2 separate regions of the Mus musculus genome follow, and region 1 is linked to region 2. A link is a contact called in public promoter capture Hi-C data. All regions are on one chromosome and are shown on one strand. The core of a region is the stretch at or near the end of the contact, and the rest is flanking DNA. Distances in the headings are between cores, read along the strand shown. Region 1 holds the start of Cdc14a (CDC14 cell division cycle 14A). Region 2 holds the start of Col11a1 (collagen, type XI, alpha 1).

Region 1 (3,807 bases), core at 463-2,962, 2.4 Mb before region 2:
TTTTGAGAGGGTCTTTGTTCTTTTTCCTTCTTTTTTTTATTTTTTAGTTTTCAAGACAGGGTTTCTCTTCATAGCCCTGTCTGCCCTGGAACTCACTATGTAGACCAGGCTGGCCTTGAACTCATAGATTCACCTGCCTCTGCCTCCCAGGTGCTGTAATTAAAGATATATGCCACCAACCCCTGGCTATTTTAAAGTGTACTCCCCCTCCTCCTTCTCCCTTTTTCTTTTTGGGAGGTCTTTGCTTTCAGGACTCTTAGAATATGTAATACACTTCAAAAGGGTTCAAGGCTCATTACAACTTTCAGGACTTTTACAGTTGTAAAGTCTGTTTCTTTTTCGGGGTTAACTTTTGAATGTAAGGAGAGGGTGTCTTTTTAACTCCCTTACCAAGGATGTGTTTGGCTAGAATTACCGAGATGCTCTGAATAACTTTCCAGTATATCAAAGTAGTATCCACTTAGTTTTGTGCTTGTTTAGCTTTATGGAAAGCCGGCAGAGCAGAAGAATGGCCTAAGAATTGCCTCCCTGGAGTCAGTGTTCCAAGTTGCTTCAGCCGGCACTTTGCTCGAGCGCCCCCTCTCTCCCTAGAGGTCAACACGCAACTGCGAGCTTTCAAAGGCTTGCACAAATCCCCGTTTCAAGGAGAAACCACTCAGAGCGCATGCTCTGGTGATAGTGGTTCAGTAGCGCCATTTTCGTAAGGGAAGGGCTGGCCACTAGTTCCGTCCCTAGGGCTCCCAGCATTAAAGTTCTCCAAACTGGATCAAAACGTTGCCGAACAAGTCCGGGGCCTCCTGGAGAGGAGCCTTTGTACTCCTTTGCAACGCTCCAGCCAAGACTACAGAAATCTTCTGTTCATTTCTCTTGTGGACAAGAGATCCTTTTCCCTCTTCTCCCTTCGCCTAGGATAGCCTACAGTCCGAGACTAGAGCCTTACACTTCTGGTGTAATTTTGCGCTCACACCTGTGGCCAAAATGAAAGGACTTGGAGAACTGGACGGGAATTTTTTTCCCCCTTGAGAACAAAGCCTAGGTGAGAGCAGACTCTAGTACTTACAGGGCATCAGTCCGTGTACTCAGGAGCTAGGAGGTATCGCTTCTTTTGAAAATTGGTTATAAAGACACAGATCCGATAGTGGTGAGAATAGGGGTTGGTGGAAAGATAGCTAGCGGTACGACCCGACATGGAGAAGGTCTGAGGTTTTTCAATGTGTGTGTCTGCGCGCGCGTGCGTGTGTGTCTCTGTGTGTGTGTGTGTGTGTGTGCGCGCGCGCGAGTTTAGAAGAAACTGAGTGAAGCAGGAAAGAGCTTGAGAGACAAAAAAAAATCTGGTGTGGAAGAAGAGCTAGCCGGTGCAGACGTGGAGACAGCATCTCAGCCCGCCAGGCAGTCGCAGCTTCCTGGGAGGCATTCACTCCTCTCTACCCATCCTTTTTCATTCATAAGTTTGTGGCTCCGCCTGACATCCACCCCACCCCCACCCCACCCAGGCAGAGGGCCAAGTTTCCTGTGTAGCAATTGGTGAAAGGCAACAAAGCCTTAGCAACTGGCTCCTAGTGACCCGCGGGGCGCCTGGTAACTGGGGCCCGAGGCCGGCTCAGAGAAAGGAGCCGAGCTGTCCCTTTAAGGGATGGCCGCGGAGTGGTGAAAGTGGAGGGGGACGAGGGAGGGCGGGGAGGCAGGTCTGGGGGCGGACCTAAGAGGAGGAGGAGGAGGAGAGGGAGGAAGAGTTGCTGCTGAAAGGAGGTGGCGAAGGAGGAGTCTGAGCAGCTGCTACTAGCCCCGCGGACACCTCCGGAGTCCTGCCCGCTGCCGCACGAGTGGCCACGGGCGCGATCCGGGCCAAACGTCTTGTCCTCCATGATCACTTTGGGAGCCGGGGAAAGACTTTGCCCGGCCTTGGGAGCTGGTGTGCGCCGTCCAGGTTTGGTGGAGACGGTGCAGCGCGAGAAGGAGGAGCTGCAGCTCGAGAAGCAGCAGCAGCCGCCGCCGCCGCAGAGTCCGGATCACAGCGGTTACAGCCCGGGGCGTGTGCGTCCCGCGCCCAGCGGGTTCGGTTCCCCACGGAATGTCCCCGGGGCGCCCCACGCGCTGACCCTGCAGCTGCCTCCGCCTTGGGCGACTGCCTCCTCCCTCAGGCAGGCTCGGTGATTGGGACCGCGAGCTCCCAGCTCTTGGGCAGTGGGGAAGCCCCCGGGGGCGGGTGACCTCAGCTGGCCACGACCCAGCCCTCCCCCGTGCGGATCTCGCTTAAGATGGCAGCGGAGTCTGGGGAACTAATCGGGGCTTGCGAGTTCATGAAAGGTGAGGAGCAGCCACCCGGCATCCTCCGGCCCTTCCACGCCACTCCCCCCCCCCAACTCCTCACGGCTCACCCCTTTGTCCCAAGCCTCTATGCTGGGTTTCTTTTCGGGCCCTGTGTCCCTCAGTACTGCGGCTCGGCGCTCGGGCCCCTTCTCGCTACTCAACTCCCGGAGGACCCCCTGCTTCCGGCTTCTTTTTTCGCGTTCTCACTCCCTCTGCAGCTTCCTCGTACCCGGACAGTGCAGGCTTCTCTGCTTGGGATCCTCCTGCAAACCTATCTTGGTGGGGAGCCTGCTGGTTTTAATCCTCCATCCGCTAACTCTCTACTTCCTCGGTGGCTGGCCCGTGTTTTTGGGACACCCCCTACCCCCAACCACACCCCCCTATCTTTCCTTCCTTCCTCTTGAAGTCTGCTAAGCTGCAGCGGCAGAAGCTCGCCTCTTTTCCCATTCCACCGCAGCTGAGGTCTGAAGGTTTCCGAACCAAACTTGTGTCTCCAGTTTTGCGGGTACCCACAGCTCCTGTCTGCACCCGCCCGCACGCAACCAGGGGGTGAGGGAACTCAGAAGATGCTCTGCCCCCTGCTGGGTCTTCTAGCCTCTTAGCAAGATGTGCTTTTGGGGCTCTGTAGCTTTCTGGAAGATCCTGTTTCTCCAAGAATCCCACGTGTTAAAGGTCTTTAAACGATGTGTAGCAGTTATTAATCCTTTGTGCATGATCTGCACTCTCAGTCTCGCGTCCCTGCTTCTCATGTTCTGTCTTTTAAACTTGTCTTTCAGATCGATTATATTTTGCTACTTTAAGGAATAGACCAAAAAGCACAATAAATATCCACTATTTCTCCATCGACGAGGAGCTGGTCTATGAAAAGTAAGTCCCCCCCTACTTTTTTTTTTAGCACCCCCTGAACTAGTTAGTTTGTTGGTTCTTTGATAATCGGGTTCCTTCACTTTTCCCAAAGAGTTCCGAAGGTATTACTAGCTTTCTATAGCTTGGGGAGGGATGCACACTGTACGTAGTTTGGTCCTGTTAACACTGCAGTCCTTTTAGAACTTCACGATATTAATTCTTCCTCCTCCCACAGCACGTCTGGGTTCCTCACACTCCCCAGAGTAGCACCAGGCCGTCATACCTGGTGTCATCACCAGACCTGTAATTGGCCTGTGAATCAGTCACTAGGTATTTGTGGGAGCACCCACAGGGTAGAGGGCAGTCAGTGTGTGTGTGTGTGTATACTACAGGTGCCGAAGCTTCACAGTGCACAAGGCTTCTGTTGTTTGGAAGGATGTTTTTGTTTGTGTAGCCAGTTTTCTGGAAAGTGGGACGCAGGACTGTGGGGAGCTGGATCCAAGTTACGTCTATGTGGAAGATTTCCAGTGTGATTGAGTTGAACCTGATGGCCTGATGGTATTATTGTCCCCCCCCCCCCCCCCCCCCAGGGAGTGAAAAATCAGAACCAGGAACTGAGCTCTGTGAAAGGCCATGGATGTAAAGGAAAAG
Region 2 (4,111 bases), core at 759-3,258:
GAGGGCAGAACTGCTGCCCAAACTGCCCAACCCAAAAGAGGACAGAATACCAAAAAGTAAACTGCCAATTTTTGAGGTAGTCTACTTTCAAAGATGCTTATATTTATCATTGAAACGAATCAACGTAAGTAGCCTCAATCATTGCAAAAAAAAAAAAAAATCGAATTGAGCCCCACTGTGGCCTAGGGTCACCAGAGCTCATCACAGAATGAATGAGAAGCCGCCTGTTCCTGGCGAGTGTGAAGCCCCTAAGAATCAGACCCTAGGGCTGCCCCCCTGAAGTGCTAACTCAATTTAGGGAACGCTCAGATATGTGCAACAAGACCAAAGGCCAGGCTCAGGTTTCTACGAAACCTGTGCTTTCAGAGTTGGGTTGGCATTTCCAACCCCATTCTCTCCTCTCCTCTCTATTCCCCGCTTCTCTCTGCAGTCCTGACAAAGCTTGTTTTCTACTGTGAATTGCTCAGGCTCACCAACTCAAAGGGCTTTCTCCTGCCAGCCGAGTCTACAGCACCTAAGGGACCGCTGCAGCCAGATGCCTTTTCGGGAAAGGGCGGGGGCGGGGGAGGGAGGAGGCAAGCGGAGGGAGGAGTGAAGTCGCTCTCCCTCCTCCGGTACTGACAGGGCTACAGTCAGCTACACAGGTCTGGCCATTCAATATTTGGTAGTGCCACGTAGGAACTTTTCCTTACCTTCCCCCTCCTATCCCAGGCCCCCTCCTCTTCCTCCCTATCCCTAGTCGTCTGCCCACCACCCCATTTGCTTGGAGACTTTCCTCGCCCTCCAAGAGAGTTGTAGGTCCAACCTGCAAGAATAAGCTGTTTGGAGGGGACAAGGGATGAGCGAGGATGAGGGTGTCACGGAGAGGAGGGGGGTAATCATCAGGAGAAACTGCCCCCCCCCCTTCTGCCCCGAGCACTCCTGAACTCCACTTTATCGTCTGGGAAATGTGTTCCTCTGAGAACATTTCAAAATGCCACACACAAAGTGCTCTCAATCTTCTAGCTTCATCCCCGCTGGTTTCTCTTATATCCTCCAAAGTAAAAACAGCCCGTTTTTCACTTCCTTGCAGACAAAGAAGTTTATCACAGTTCACTTTATACTCTTTCTCAGTATTTTCTCCTCAGGTCACCCTTCAAAAGATATCTCCTTTAGAACCCGAAGAAACCCAAAGATTGGTTCAAAGGACCGAGGACTCTGAGTAAAGACTGTTCTTGAAACAAAAGCTTTGTACCACTGCCTTCCTGTTCAAGGTAATTTTTTTTTTCTTTTTGCAAAGAAAATGAGAAGGGATGATGGGCTTTCTCAGCCTGCCCGGTGCCTGACAGATCTTTTAATCCTGCCACCTACCTCCTAGCCCATTACTGTCCCGCCTACATCCATCTCCCTGTCTCTCCAGTTTCCACACTTAACCCGGTAGCAACTACAATCTGGATTTTATTTAAAAGAAGTGGGGAGACGACAAGGGAGAAGAGCACACACAAAAAAGAAGAAAGCCGGGTGGCAATGTCCCACCTCCCCAAACTTTTTTTTTTCCTCCTTACCTCCTCTGACCTCTCTAGCTTGGAAGAGAAAAGTCAAGGCGAGGGTTGAGATGGTGAGATCCCAGATCCACCGTTTCGTTTTCCACCTGGACCAGGGCTCCATCTCCAAGCCCCACGCTCACGACTGTGAACCCACGAAATTGCCACTGCAGACCAACTTTGTCCCTTCCAAGGTGTCGCCTACGTTCGCTACACAGCCATCCGGAAGGGAAAGGGAGTAAAAAAAAAAAAAGTCAAAGGGCTCTAATTTTTTTTTTTCCAATTTGATGGTTTGCTTCCTTCCTGTCTCTCGCCCCCTCCTCTCCCTTTGGGGTGGCCCGCAGGAGACTGCGACCCCGGGACCCGTCCTACGCCTGACCCTGCCTTCAGACTGAGGGCAGATGAAGGGTTTCAAGAAAAAAAGCCGAAAGCACTGAGCACCCCTAAAGGCTTCATGCTGTGGGTGGGCTGGACAAGAGGCTCGCGCAGCCCCCTCCTCCGCCCACTCCTCCCGCCTCCTGTGTGCCCGAGAAACTGACAAGCCGACTGAAGGTCATACCCAATCACAGGCCTCCCCGCAGCCTTGAACCCGCCCAGTCTCTCCCTGGAGGATCCAGACTTCTGTGCAGGCCCAGCCCACCAGCCACCCTTCATCTTCCCTCTCCTTCCCCCCCTCCTCAAATCCCCTGAAAAGAAATGGGAGGGAGTTAGGCGGGACCAAAGCTGGACTCCTGCACTTTGGGAATGAAAGGAATTGCAGGACAGCCCCGCAGCACACGGGACGTTCGAGTAGCTTCTGTATTCAATAAAAACCAAGCACTCTGCTCGCACCAGTCCGGGAGCCCCCCCCCCCTTTCTTCGGAGGTGGGAGGGGAAAGAGGGGAGAAGACCAGCATGTTCACTGGCCCCACGGCTGGAGTCCTGGACTGGCAGCGGTAATTTTATCCATCTCCAAAAACCTTGCTTCCTAAGGCAGCCATGGAATCAGGAACCAGTGGGCTCTGTGCTGCCTGCATCCAAAAGTGTTTTACTAATATTTTTAAACTAGAGACTAACGAAGGTGGCATGAAGGAACTCTAAAGATCAAAATCCTCATCTTGTAGGCAAAATCTAGTTGGTGAGATGAAAGTTAAGCTTCTCAAATGTTCAAAGACTGCCCAGAGCTCACTGAGGGGCTTGTCTGCAAGAAAAGAGGAAAGACCAAGAACCCATAGCAGTAGAAACTAAGGGAATCAGTCACTTGCTTTTCCAGCAAATCCTGATACTGGATGAAAGGGAGAAGCAGGGAATAGAGAAGGACAGGAAAGCTGCCTGCAGAATTCTCCAACCAATCCAGTCAGTTTCTTTACTGGCCTGGCCTGGCCCTGAGCCTTGGGGCTGAAAACGTGGTCACTCCACTAGCAAAGTCTAACAAGAGGGAAGTGGTTCTAAGAAACCCATCTCCTCCTCAGTGTATCTCTTAAATCTATACATTTGATTCCCTGGTCAGTTTTCTGCATATTTGAATTCCTCCATCCTCCTGATTGGTCTTTTGTGTTTTAAATCATTTCTGAAACGTGTCTCTCCCACAGTGAGTGCCATGTCCAATGTCCAGCAATGGACAGAAGTAGGAAGTGTCCAACAGGGTACCAGCATACATTACCCACTCCATAGAGAAGCTTTGAAGGAACACGTTCATTTTCTCTACCAACACAGAGACTAGAAGGCAGGACTTACTGTTAGCATTTCAGTCATATCAGTGCTTAAGGGCCTTCAATTAGGCTTATCAAGCGTGCACGTTCAAGTCTTTATTTGATGCTAAGCTTTAAACCATGGGGTCTTTTCTAAATGATCCGTTAAGACATGACTAATTGGACTATATAAAATGTCTTCATATGGTTTAATAGTTGGCAAACTAGCTGGAAATTGATAAAAAATCAGAAGTAGAATATACTAAAAGCAACTAGAAATATTTCTACATAAATGTTATTCTCTGCACCAAAGAACGATTTCCTAATCATAAAGTTTCTTTGGGATTACAGTCTAAAACACAAACAAACAAACAAACAAACAAAAAGACCTATTTATTTCTTGAAATGAGGCCAGCAGAATGTTTGAGATGCCATTTATAAGAGAAATAGGGCCAACTAGCTCTTCAATCTATTAACATATTTTACCAATATAGTTTACCAACATATTGTATTTGAACCTGGAATGTCTAAATACAAATTAAAGATCTTACATTTGAAATATAAGTAATTCAACACCTTTGTTATGCCTCTTACTTTCAGGTGGAAATTGTGTATGTATTTGTGGCTTCGCCTATACTTGCCTTTTCTGTCCAATTCTCTCTGCATGTAAAAATCATTTTCTAGGTCCTTACTTAAACATAAAATGTGAAATGAATACATATTAATTTAGGAATACTTACTTGTGAGCTGGCCAGTGACAGAGCTTACAGCAACATATCTAGTGTTCTAAATTATTTTCCCCTCACTCTCCTGTATACTGAGAGCTCTGTGGCATGTATGGTCCTATTCTAGGTGAGAAGGATCCAGGCACTGCCTTCTGCTCACATCTCAGACCTCATTGCTTGTGAAAGGGTTCTT

The links. Promoter capture Hi-C pulls out the DNA fragments that hold promoters and counts their contacts.
Region 1: a promoter capture Hi-C map of cranial neural crest shows a contact between it and region 2. The contact joins the promoter of Cdc14a here to the promoter of Col11a1 in region 2. A contact is called at or near these places in 2 of 39 promoter capture datasets (cranial neural crest and hippocampal neurons) and 1 of 115 datasets of contacts at active chromatin or transcription factors (astrocytes).

The regions. Positions count from the first base shown.
Region 1 is chr3:116,421,937-116,425,743 of GRCm38.p6, reverse strand. Cdc14a (CDC14 cell division cycle 14A) reads left to right here and starts at 1,712. Exons shown (of 16, transcript NM_001080818.2): 1 at 1,712-2,307; 2 at 3,087-3,177. The coding sequence starts at 2,259. Gm40125 (a long non-coding RNA gene) reads right to left here and starts at 1,493. Exons shown (of 3, transcript XR_867571.3): 1 at 1,061-1,493.
Region 2 is chr3:114,028,437-114,032,547 of GRCm38.p6, reverse strand. Col11a1 (collagen, type XI, alpha 1) reads right to left here and starts at 2,008. Exons shown (of 67, transcript NM_007729.3): 1 at 1,545-2,008. The coding sequence starts at 1,647.